Regions from separate parts of the Sus scrofa genome. Here all the other regions are linked to region 1. Evidence: chromatin contacts called from public Hi-C and promoter capture Hi-C data. All regions are on one chromosome and are shown on one strand. Each heading gives the region's core, a stretch centred on a gene start, on an enhancer-like site or on the middle of the called end of the contact. The rest is flanking DNA. Distances are from core to core; before and after follow the strand shown. Region 1 overlaps ITPR1 (inositol 1,4,5-trisphosphate receptor type 1). Region 2 holds the start of ITPR1 (inositol 1,4,5-trisphosphate receptor type 1). Region 3 overlaps ITPR1 (inositol 1,4,5-trisphosphate receptor type 1).

Region 1 (3,640 bases), core at 663-3,162:
TCTGACCTACTTTACAGAAAAGCAATTTAATTCGGGGACTGATTGCTCTATATAATGCAACAGATTCTCCAGCTTCTCTTCTCTCTACATGGTCCATCCTTCTTGCCGCCTTGCCTGTGGGCTTGAGCATCGGTGCTGCAAAGTACGCTTGAGAAGGCCTTCTCACACTGTCTCTCCCATCTCTCCCTGGCTTGGGTGAGATGCTCTTCTACTCTAAATAGCCTGGGGTTACCTGATGTTCCTGTTTGCCCAAGGATGCTCAGGGACCAAGTTTTATTGACATTGTGTCTCCAGTGCACAGATGCTTAAGAAATGTGTGTTGGATGAACGAGAAATCAAATCCGAGAGAAACTGTGTATGTTTCCTTCATGTGATGGTAGTTCTTCATGGCAGAAGGATTTTTCTAAGAGAATCTTGGGATGACCAACCCAGTAGCTCATGTAAATCTTTTCACACTAGATGTTCCAAATCTTCAGAAGGCCCTTTTTTAGAAGAGGTAACATATACTCAGAGGTTCACAGGTGCATTAATTTTCGAAATAGCTAGGACTATGCACAGTGAGATTTCATTTGCCTTGAGAGATACTGAAGAGATAGAGTTCTACACAGCAAGGTTTTAAACCTAAAGTCCATGATATTGGAGTTCCTGTTGTGGCTTAGTGGGTTAAGGACCTGACATTGTCTCTGTGAATAAGCAGGTTCGATTGCTGGCCTCCCTCAGTGGGTCAAGGACCCAGCATTGACACAAGCTGCTGTTTAGATCACAGATGTGGTTTGAATCTGGCATTGATGTGGCTGTGGTGTAGGCTGGCAGTTGCTGCTCCAATTCGACCCCTGGCCCAGGAACTTCCATGTGCCACAGGTATGGCCATAAAAAGAAAAAATAAACAAAAATCCATAATATTGTTTACTCTTCACAGATCTAACCTGAGCTGGGTATCGTCTCAAGTTTTTGTGCACTTCTGACTATTGTATTTCTTCTTTGACAAGTCCCTCCAGCTGTTTCCTTCTTTCCAGAACATACTGGTTTTTGAGATAGATTGGCAAATTTGACCAGATTATATATGTAACAGGCTTTTCTCCTTCTCTGCCTCCTTGTTTCTTTCTTTCTTCTTAAAGAAAAATAGCTTTGTTTTGAATTTTGTGAACACTTGATTGATTTTGGGGAAAGTTTTATGCTTGGAAATAAATGTAGATGATTTTGAAGACTTTTATTGTGCAAAAATTTAAGCCTGTATAGAGAGAATAATATAATAGTATGATGAACCTCCGTATATCCGGTACTCACCTTTACCTGTTACCAACTCATGGCAAATCTCGTGTCTATAAATACCCAGCTTTTCTGAAGCACATATCAGACATCATGGCATTTCATTACCAATTACATTTTTTTTAATTAATTAATTAATTTATTTATTTTCTTTTTGTCTTTTTTTTGTTGTTGTTGTTGTTGCTGTTGTTGCTATTTCTTGGGCCGCTCCCGTGGCATATGGAGGTTCCCAGGCTAGGGGTTGAATCGGAGCTGTAGCCACCGGCCTACGCCAGAGCCACAGCAACGCGTGATCCGAGCCGCGTCTGCAACCTACACCACAGCTCACGGCAACGCCGGATCGTTAACCCACTGAGCAAGGGCAGGGACCGAACCCGCAACCTCGTGGTTCCTAGTCGGATTCGTTAACCACTGCGCCACGACGGGAACTCCCCAATTACATTTTTTAAACCGCTGCCTATTAATGATTTAAAACTATTTGGACAGAATAGGGATTCAGTGGGGAAAAGCCTCCCTGGGTTATAGTCCCTTTGGGCATTGGACTTTGGGCCAGGGATTTCTCACTGCCCAGAATGTCCTGTGGTTAACAAATAGCAGTGGCCCTTTAGGGAGTCAGTGATGTCATCTCTTCCACCCTTCCTCCTGTCCGTCATGAGCCAGAGAACGCCCAGGCCGAACCCTGACAAAACAAAGCATGTTTTCCCAGTGACGGCTGTCAGACACTATTGTTAACCTTTTATAGAAGGGAAATTTTTTCTATTAGCATCAAGATCATCCTCCTTTCGGTGAGAACAGCTGCTTTTTAATTTTCTTCTTTCCTTAAGGTATTACGCACTCACATAAAGAAATGTACAAGCCTTAAATTTAAGCACTGCTTGATGAAGTTTTTGGTTTTTTTTTTTTTTGTCTCTTTAGGGTTGCACTCAGGGCATATGGAAATTCCCAGGCCTAGGGGTCAAATCAGAGCTGCAGCTGTCAGCCTATACCACAGCCACAGAAACACCAGATCCAAGTCACGCTGTGGCCTACTCCACAACTCACAGCAATGTGGGATCCTTTAACCACTGAGTGAGGCCAGGGATTGAACATGCATGCTCATGAATATTAGTCGGATTCTTAACCCACTGAGCCACAACAGCAACTCCCATTGATGAATTTTTAAATGCATTTATACTCACATGACTCCCACCAGAATGAGATAGGGGGACATTTCCAGCACCTCAGAAAGTGCCCCTTCCCAGCAAATATCTATCCAAAGGTAACCACTCTTCTGACTCTGTAGCTATAGATAAGCTTTGCCTATTCTTGTAGTCATGTGAATGGATTCATTCAGTGTAAATGGACTTTTTTTTAAATTGCTTTTGTTTCTTTCACTCAAAAGAATGTTTGTGAAATGCATCAATACTTTGCACTGCAGAGTAGCCTTCCAGCAATTTGTTTATCTAGTCTGTCTGAGCAGCTAATATTTGTTTGCTCCATGCCAGGATCTGTACTAGTTCTTTAAGCGAAGTAGTCTTTTAGGCTAGTTGGTGAGTTATTACTTGTGGTTATTGCCCTTTTATAGACAAGAAATAAAAACCTACAGAGATGAGATAATTTCCCCCAAGATCATTCACCTAACATAGGACAGAGCTGAGGTTTAAACCCAGGTATCCATATCTCCGTGCTTCCACCTTTGGGTTTTCTGTGACTTGTCTCACATGGACTATAAGCTTCCAAATACTTCATCAGGTTTTACTTGGAGGCTTTCTAGAGTAAGACATGTGGACACAGAGAGCTTTAGGAACCTGGTTGTGGCTGCTCAGCTAGTGAGGGGTGGAGCGAGAGCAGGAACCAGGGTTTCCAGATTCCTTGCCCCACTCTTATTTTGGCATTTGTTTATTTCCATTGCCAGCAGAGTGCAACATGTTTTATTACTCTACAGGTCAGCTCAGACTTCTGGTCACAAACAACAGAAACTGACTAACTTAAGCCAAAGAGGAAACAGTCAGAAGAGTGTCAGTCATTCACAGAGTCAGGAAGGCAGCTGGGAACCAGGCTCAGGTGTGGGGAGGCAACTCTGGGCATTTCTTCTGGACGTCCGGCCCTGCTCCCCCAACATGGGTCTTTGCATCTATCTGCCTGTCTAGGTGCGAGGGCCAGTGCAGAGGCTCCAACCGTCCAGGCAGATACCTGTGTTCAGGTTGTGTCTAGAAGGAATTTCTGGTCCCTTTTTGTCTCTCACAATGGGAAGAGACCTTGTCTCCCTGATTTTTTACTTCTGTGGGTTCAAATTGACTATATTCAATAATCCTTGTGAAAAGATGAATCAATATTTATTGGCCAGGCTAAAGTAGGTCAAAAGGGAAGTTTCTACCTCCATTTCTGGTTT
Region 2 (3,640 bases), core at 666-3,165, 110 kb before region 1:
CCATTCCCAGATGCATATACATGCTTATATGAGCAGAAAAATACAATGCTCTTGTTTACTTTGGGGAAGCTGTGGAGGGTAGTAGTTAAGGTCCCAGTTTTGGGAGTCAGACGCCTACCCTCTGTGTGACTTGAGGAAAATTACTTAACCCCTCTGTGCCTCAGTGTCCTAAGTAAAAAATGTGGTTTGTTAATAGGATTTGACGAGATAATATATGTAAAAAGTTTGGAATAATGCCTGGCCCATGGGATGTGTCCAGCAAATTTCAGTAATTATTATTAGATTTGGCATTATAATGTCAGAAATAATTATTTGCCATGGTGCTCCCCTAATTTGTTCCTGAAGTTCCACAACACTGTTGACTCTGTATCAAGTAATCCTGAGAGGAAGTTGGCAAATTGTGATGATTTTCTTCCTCTAAGATGGCAAAACTAGGGCAAAGAGATAAAGATGACTTGCCCAAGGGCTCAGAGGCTACTCCTAAAATGCGGAGGGAGGCTGTTTAAGGCAGTGGTGATGGATTTCCCCAAAGACAAGGACTTGGTACATTTATAGACTGGAATTGAAATCCAGGCTGCACTACTTAAATTATGGTGTCATCTTGGGAAGTTACCTGATTTCTTTGAGCCCTCGTTTGTCAAATAGGGATAATACATATGCCTACGGTTGTTAAAACTTAACAGCTTTAAGCATGAAAAGTGCATGTGGTCTGGACTCAATAAAATCTGCCTAATTATTATTACCATTGTTGTTGCAGCAGATCTATGCGGTGGCAAGCTGTGTCTGTTCGGAATTCTATGATGTGGTTTTGGCTCACTACCATGCCCCAGTGCCTGGCACCCAGTAGATTCTCAGGAAACGTTTCTGCAATGAACGCACATCGTCTGAGGCAGGGAGGGCATCTGGCAGACTTGGCCTCCGAACTTAGCTTCTGCCCTTCTTCCAAAAACCAGAGTCTGAAGCAGATTGTAACCCGGGACGTCCAGGCTCTCCTGAGCAGTGAGCTGAAACCCATCTTGCCCCCGAAGCCCCTGTGGGAGCTGCTGGAGGGCACCCCGCCTGAACGCGCATCTTTGTGTAAGCTACTCATTCCAAAGCCCTTGTTTTTCTGGTTTGCGGTTTATTTACTTAAGCATTTACAGCTCCCAGGAGCAGAGGGGCTGCTAGAAGCAGGGTCAGGACCGAGGTCGCGGTTTGTATTTATTTTCTGCTTCCCAATCCCAGCCCTGGCAAGTCAAAACTCGGTTCCTTTATTTGTACACCGAGAGGCTTAAGTTTCTATACCTCCTGCGGGGCGAGGAAAGACACATGCAGTTCGGGTTCAGGAAAGTGCTCTCTAGCCACTTGCCAGCGTCCCTGCTAGTGTTGCTCCCAGACTTAATTTTCTGTGCAAACCCGAACCGGGCGGAGCAGATTAAATAAAGACAACCTCGCGCCTTTAATCCTTGACCGCAAACACTGGCTTTTTCGTGCCCTGGATTTCTGAAATTCTTGGCTCTGGTACTCAAAGCGGGGGGAGGGTGGGTAACAGCTTGTAAAAACTTCCCAAAGCAGAAATCCGAGCTCCTCTCGCCCCTTGCTACCAGGGACACCTGGATTCTAGGGAAAGGGGACAGCCAAAGGAGGAGCGTCCCCAAGGGTTGGGGGCGCCCTCCAGGGGTAGTTTTGGGTCGCCGTCTCCAAGTCCAGCCAGCTCCCAGCACTGAACCGGGTTTGAAGCCTCGGCGCGGGGCAGGACGCCCCTCCCTGTCCCCGCGCGCGTCTATTTAGAGCTCAGCCCGGTAGCCCATGGGATTCTGGGACTTGTAGTTCGTCACCGCGGCCCCAGGCGCCGCCACGACCCTGGGCTCGGACTACATTGCCCAGGGAGCTTCCCGGCCTATATAAGCTGCCAGGAGCCGCTTCAAAGTGCAGTAACCATGTGGATGTGCTGCTGAAGCGTTTCCTCAAGCTTGCTGGGGTGGGAGGAGAGGAGGAGGAGGTGGTGGTGGTGGAGGAGGAGGCAGAGGGTGGAGAGAGAGAAAGCGCACGCCGAGAGGAGGTGTGGGTGTTCCGCTTCCATCCTAACGGAACGAGCTCCCTCTTCGCGGACATGGGATTACCCAGCAGCCGCTAACCCCTCTCCTCGCCCTGCTCCCCCAAACCGGCGTGGCTCCCCGGGCACCAAGGTAGAGGTTGGGGCCGGGCGGAGGGCGCGGGGAGTTGGTACTGTCCCCCCGGGCGCAGAAGTTTTTGCCTCGCTTTTTGGTAGTTCTTGGTGGATTTGCATGCACTTGCGTGCATTTGGGGGTTCTTTTACTGAGGACGTTTTGGGGGGGGGTTCATTTGAGGTTAAAAAAAAAATTCTCAACTCCATCGCCTGGCTTTGAGGACTACCCATTCTGGATTGGAATGGCATTCCCCCAAGTTGGAAACTGTTGCAGCAGCTGCAGGAAATAGTTTTTTTTTTTTTGGGGGGGGGGGCGTGGGGATGTCCTCTGTGAGTCCGCTCAAGGAAATAATCTTTCTTAAAATGTAGCCCTCCCTCGTGCTGCATGGTTGGGAGAATAATGCATTTGGGGGTCCCGGTGAAGAGGGTTTTAAAAAACGGAAGAAAACCCGAGGAGCGGTGAAGGACCAAGTGTGGACGAAGCTCACGCCCGATGAGGATGCGGGCTTCAGATACTTGGCCTTCGCTCCGGGAAACAAGTGCTTTGGGATCTGCCAAACACTTCCCTTAGTCTCAGATCTTCCCGGCACACTGGAAGTTTGTGCGTTCCTAGTCTCACTTATCAGTTACATATTAGAAACAAATAGGCGAAGTTACCTGTAACCTTCACCTCTTGATCCCACCAACACACCCGTCAAATTTGGCGGTGGCGGTGGCCCTGTGTGTGTGTATGTAGGTGGGAGGGGGTTTGTCCCTCCAGGAAAGAGCCTAAAGAAAGTGGAAGTGTGGAATTTGAGAATTTCTATTAGGGACTCATCATCAGCCAATCTTATATTCAGTCTTCTTTCTTAATATGCAGGAGCTGACTACAGAGGAACAGGACTCGCACCCCTGGCTGGGCGTGTTTTGGCAACAGAGTGCCTGACCTGGGTCAGGTAAGTGTGGAAGCCTTAGAGCTGTAGTCCATAATAAGTTTTTGTCCTAGCCTATTTTAAGTTCTCTCTAAAGAGCCATGGAGAAGGGGAGCAGGAAAGAAAGGGAAATTCCATGGCTCAGTCTCCAAAATTTGTCACCACCTTGGATGAGGGCTTTAGGGAGCTGATGATAACCAGGGGATGGTCCTGCCTAGGGCTTTTGGTCCTGGCTCAGAAGTGAAGCAGCCAGGTTTCTGACAGGAGGGAAGAAAAACCCTCACAACAACATTAAATGGAGCAGTACAAGGGATGCCCATTGGTGACCTGAGAACTGAACTTGCCAGGTGGTGTGCTGAAGATTTAAATTCTGAAGGATGCAGTGCATTTCATCTGCCAAGATATGTAAGCAAAAATTATCTGCCTGCCTCTTTCAAAAATAGTCACTTTCTTTTTTCTTACTGTGAATGGGTGTTTAATCAGGGTCGGTTTGCTTGCAAGAAATGAAAGTGGTTGCTGGCCAATTGAAAGAATTAGAACTTTAAAAAGGGAAGTTCTTGAAGCATAAGATAGTAGCCTC
Region 3 (3,640 bases), core at 851-3,350, 86 kb before region 1:
CCGCCAAACTTTATTCTGTGATCCTGTGTATTGGAAAGGCCAGAATGCTCTGTGGTTGGGAGTTGAGTATAATTCCGCATTGTTCAGCTTTTTCTCAAAGGGTGAATTAGGGAGGATAATTATCTTCCCTAAAGTAAAATATATCGTCATAGTGGGTTTATTTGTTATGATACCCAGCTGACATTTTAGGCAGAGGATCCTTCCCTTTACTGAGTTTGCATTTTTAAAAAAATTATTAATTTCTCCAGTTTTACTGAGATACTTCAGATGTAATATTGTATAAGTTTACAATACAACATCATTTGATATATTGCAAAATGATTGTCACTGTAAGTTTAGTTAACATCTATCACCACACAGAGTTAGAAAATTTTTTCCTTGTGATGAGAACTTGTAAAATCTACTCTCTTAGCAACTTTCAAATATACAATATGGTATTGTTAACTCTAATTGTCATGTTGTATATTATATCCCCAGAACTTACTTATAATGAATAAGAAAGGTTTAATATAAATAATTTTTTGATTTTTTAAAAAATTGAGGTACGCTTGATTTATAATTTAAGTTTCAGTTGTACAGCATAGTAATTCACAATTTTTAAAGAACTTTGAAGCCCTAGAATCATCCAGAAGTAATAGCTAGTTATCAGAGAGGTGGTCGGAACTCTGGAGCTGACCACCTGGGCTTGTTCTTAGACGTCTGGTGACCCTCTCCGAGTTTGTTAGCTAAGAGTCCTAGGTGTCCGCATAGTGTTTGAAATACCAAGGTCATGCAGTTCAGCAGCATTTTGGCGCCAGCTCTCTTTTTCCCTTCGGTGATTCCCTAGTCACTGTGAGTGACACCGGAGCCCTGGATACAGCTGCAAGAGGTTCTCAGGCACAAATGGTCCAGGATCAGATGAAGAAGCAGGCTCTCCCACCCTGCTTCTGGACAACAGGAAGTCTTCCAGAAGAAGGCTCACAGGCTGACTTTCCACCTCCTCCCCTCTAGGCCCCAAAGGCCTCTGCTGTTGACCTTTTACTTCCAGGGCATCACTGATGATTATACCCGAACCCCCCCCCCCCCCAGTCCTCCTTCCCTTGTCCTCCACTTGACTAAGTGTAGATGAAGAGAAGCCTCAAAATGTTTCCAGCCAGACCAGGAAGGTTTCTGCCTCGTCCTTTGTGAGGATGATTATTTTTTGAGATGCTAGGGAAGAATCTGTCCCTGTTTCTGCCCTTTTAAAAATTAGGACCCCTAGCAGATTGCTCAGTGGAAGATCATTAACTGTGGTTGATGTGTTGGTCTCTGTTTTCAGGGGGAAATGTAAAATATGCCTAGAGTTTATTTGTTCAACGTTCTGCTTACTAAGCATGTTGGTTAAGCATTTTTTCTTTTGCCCTAACTTACAAAAATGTTATGTGGCCACAGTAGAAAAATGAGGAAATAGTGAAGTAGAAAAATTAGCCAATTGAATTCTGCATAAAAAAGAAAAACAGTTCTCCATAATCTTGTCACTTAGAGAATAAGAATGGAGAACATTTTAATCCACCTCCCAGGGATCACCATTGATGAGCAGCTCTGTTTACCAGTCATGTAGACCAGGGTTATAATCCTGGCCCAGGGTTATAACTTTACTAGTTATGCATGATTTGGGCATGTCAACCTCTTTGTCACTCAGTTTCCCAATAGAATGGGAAAAACGGTGGTGTCTGCCTCATGCTGTGGTCCTGAGGATTTAGGAAGAGAACAAATGCCTACAATGGTAGGCATGGTAATGCTTGCCAAAGTTTAGCTATTATTATTAGAATGGTCACAGTGCACAACCTTGCTTCATGGGCATGGCGTCCAGGCATCTATTGCAATTATCAGCTGTAGGCAGTGTTGAGTATGTCATGCTTTGTCATTCGGAAACACTAAATTGTGTCCACTTCTTCCCATTAAGGGCCTGAAAACTTTTAGTAAGGTAACTGGGTGGTGATGAAAGATCAGAGAATATTGGTCATGCTGCTGTTTCCTGGCCTGGTCCCCAGTGGGGACAAACACACATTCGAAGGGCCACCCAAAAGGAGAGAGCCAGTCACAGTAGATAAGGCCTCTTGCCCTCTTGCCTGAGCACGTCCCTGCTCTCCTGCATTCAGCAGCTCCCTGTGTCTTCCTGGGAGGTCAAAGTGTACAGTTACAAATTTGGTCAGACTCCATTCAAACAGCACTTGTTTTCCAGTAATCAGTCCCAGAAGTACACTGACTTCCTGACCCTTTTAGATAAGGCTTTTAAATATAAGCACATAAGGGAAATATTAATGCCCATAGTGGTTTTCATTTGTGCAGCTTTTTGGGATGTTGCTGAAAAAATTGGTTTGCCTTTGCATATAAAATATCCAGTTAGGAAGAAATGACAGGATGATAGGCTGGATTCTGGAGAGGGAACTTGACAAACTGTTACTTATTATTTGTGCATGGTATTTGCATTTCTTTCCCCAAGGGCTAGAGGTGGCAGCTCTTCTCTTTTGAGAGTTTGTGTTCTGTCTCTCTGAAAGTTCATGTTCAATGGAATGCTTTTTATCTCTCTTGCAACATCTTGGTTGTTGGAGGGCTAAATTAGTTTTTCCTTGCTGTTTCTCATGAGCAGTGAACTGAGGTTCTTTAATGGTCTGTGTTCAGCACCTGGCACTCCTGCTAAGGTGGGAGAAATGCTTCCTGAGGCTTCCTGCTGATCCCTGTGGCATAATTCTTCTGCAAAGAAAACTTGGCACCCAGAAAGCAATTTCAGGAGATAATACTTTCCTATGCCATTCCAACTCTTGTGTCTTTGCGGGGTAAATACGTCCTGGCAGGGGAACTTGAGTGAAGAGATGGGCAACTGGAGGATCTGGGTTTGGAGGACAGGTCTTGGGAAGACCCAGGTGACCCTGAATGTCTATTACTAGGTGCCTGAGGATACAATGGGGAGTTTCTGCATCCACACGAGCACACACTCTTCCCACACAACTGAGCTTGTTTTTTAAATGTCAGTTTTGTTTTTTACAATTGGCTCCCACTCCTCAATATTTATGGCCCCGATGAAAGCTGTTTCTATGAGTCATGACAATATTTTTGTTGATATTTGTGTGTGTGTGTAATGATTACTGAGCTGTGTAGAGATTTCCTGAATTTAAGAGTGTTTTCTGGGCCTGCCCCTAACTACCTGTGTGTGTTCCTGACCAAGGTTCATAAACAACCTCAGCCATATTATTCTTACCTGCATTGGGAAGGGATTGGATCAGGTGCTAAGATTCTTCCTCTGCAAGTATTTTTTGGTTAAGGATGAGGAGGAAAGACACTGAAATAACATTTGGGGGAAGTGTGGAGAGCTGTTGAATTCTTAAAAGACTGCTTGAACTTTGTGGTATTTATTACTAGGTTTCCTCTTATTAATTTCATTTTGTTGCTTTGGCACCTCAGGCCAGGCACTACCAGACTCAAGTTTTATACCAGGTGTTTCCTTCTGACTGAACATTCCCTGAGGCAGATTGAATATGTTAATGTTTCATAAGTCAGACTTTCCAGCTCCTAATCACTGCAAAGTTCTTGGCCAACTTCCCTGCTGTCTTTATAGCCACTGTTTATTATCGAAGGTCCTCAACTTGGAGAATTGCATTTAAGCGTGGTTTTGTTAGAA

What was found. Promoter capture Hi-C pulls out the DNA fragments that hold promoters and counts their contacts. Hi-C and Micro-C count contacts between places; a contact is called where the count stands out from the background.
Region 2: a promoter capture Hi-C map of liver shows a contact between it and region 1, with 4 times the contacts expected there. The contact joins the promoter of ITPR1 here to the enhancer-like site in region 1. A contact is called at or near these places in 2 of 5 promoter capture datasets (fetal liver and liver), 4 of 47 Hi-C or Micro-C datasets (alveolar macrophages, embryonic fibroblasts, liver and 1 more) and 1 of 2 datasets of contacts at active chromatin or transcription factors (skeletal muscle).
Region 3: a contact with region 1 is called in a Hi-C map of liver, with 3 times the contacts expected there. The contact joins two enhancer-like sites. A contact is called at or near these places in 4 of 47 Hi-C or Micro-C datasets (embryonic fibroblasts, liver and skeletal muscle).

The regions. Positions count from the first base shown.
Region 1 is chr13:61,175,264-61,178,903 of Sscrofa11.1, forward strand. All of the region lies in intron 4 of ITPR1 (inositol 1,4,5-trisphosphate receptor type 1), which reads left to right. Among named protein-coding and RNA genes, the nearest start is that of ITPR1, 110 kb to the left of the region's middle. Within about 2 kb of position 1,913, at least 6 of the 83 cell types and tissues checked have an H3K27ac peak or open chromatin away from gene starts, as enhancers often do. A contact at or near this core is called in fetal liver and liver, where this site is marked.
Region 2 is chr13:61,066,216-61,069,855 of Sscrofa11.1, forward strand. It overlaps ITPR1 (inositol 1,4,5-trisphosphate receptor type 1), which reads left to right and starts at 1,916. Exons shown (of 59, transcript XM_021069282.1): 1 at 1,916-2,168; 2 at 3,009-3,084.
Region 3 is chr13:61,088,586-61,092,225 of Sscrofa11.1, forward strand. All of the region lies in intron 2 of ITPR1 (inositol 1,4,5-trisphosphate receptor type 1), which reads left to right. Among named protein-coding and RNA genes, the nearest start is that of ITPR1, 22 kb to the left of the region's middle. Within about 2 kb of position 2,101, at least 7 of the 83 cell types and tissues checked have an H3K27ac peak or open chromatin away from gene starts, as enhancers often do. A contact at or near this core is called in liver, where this site is marked.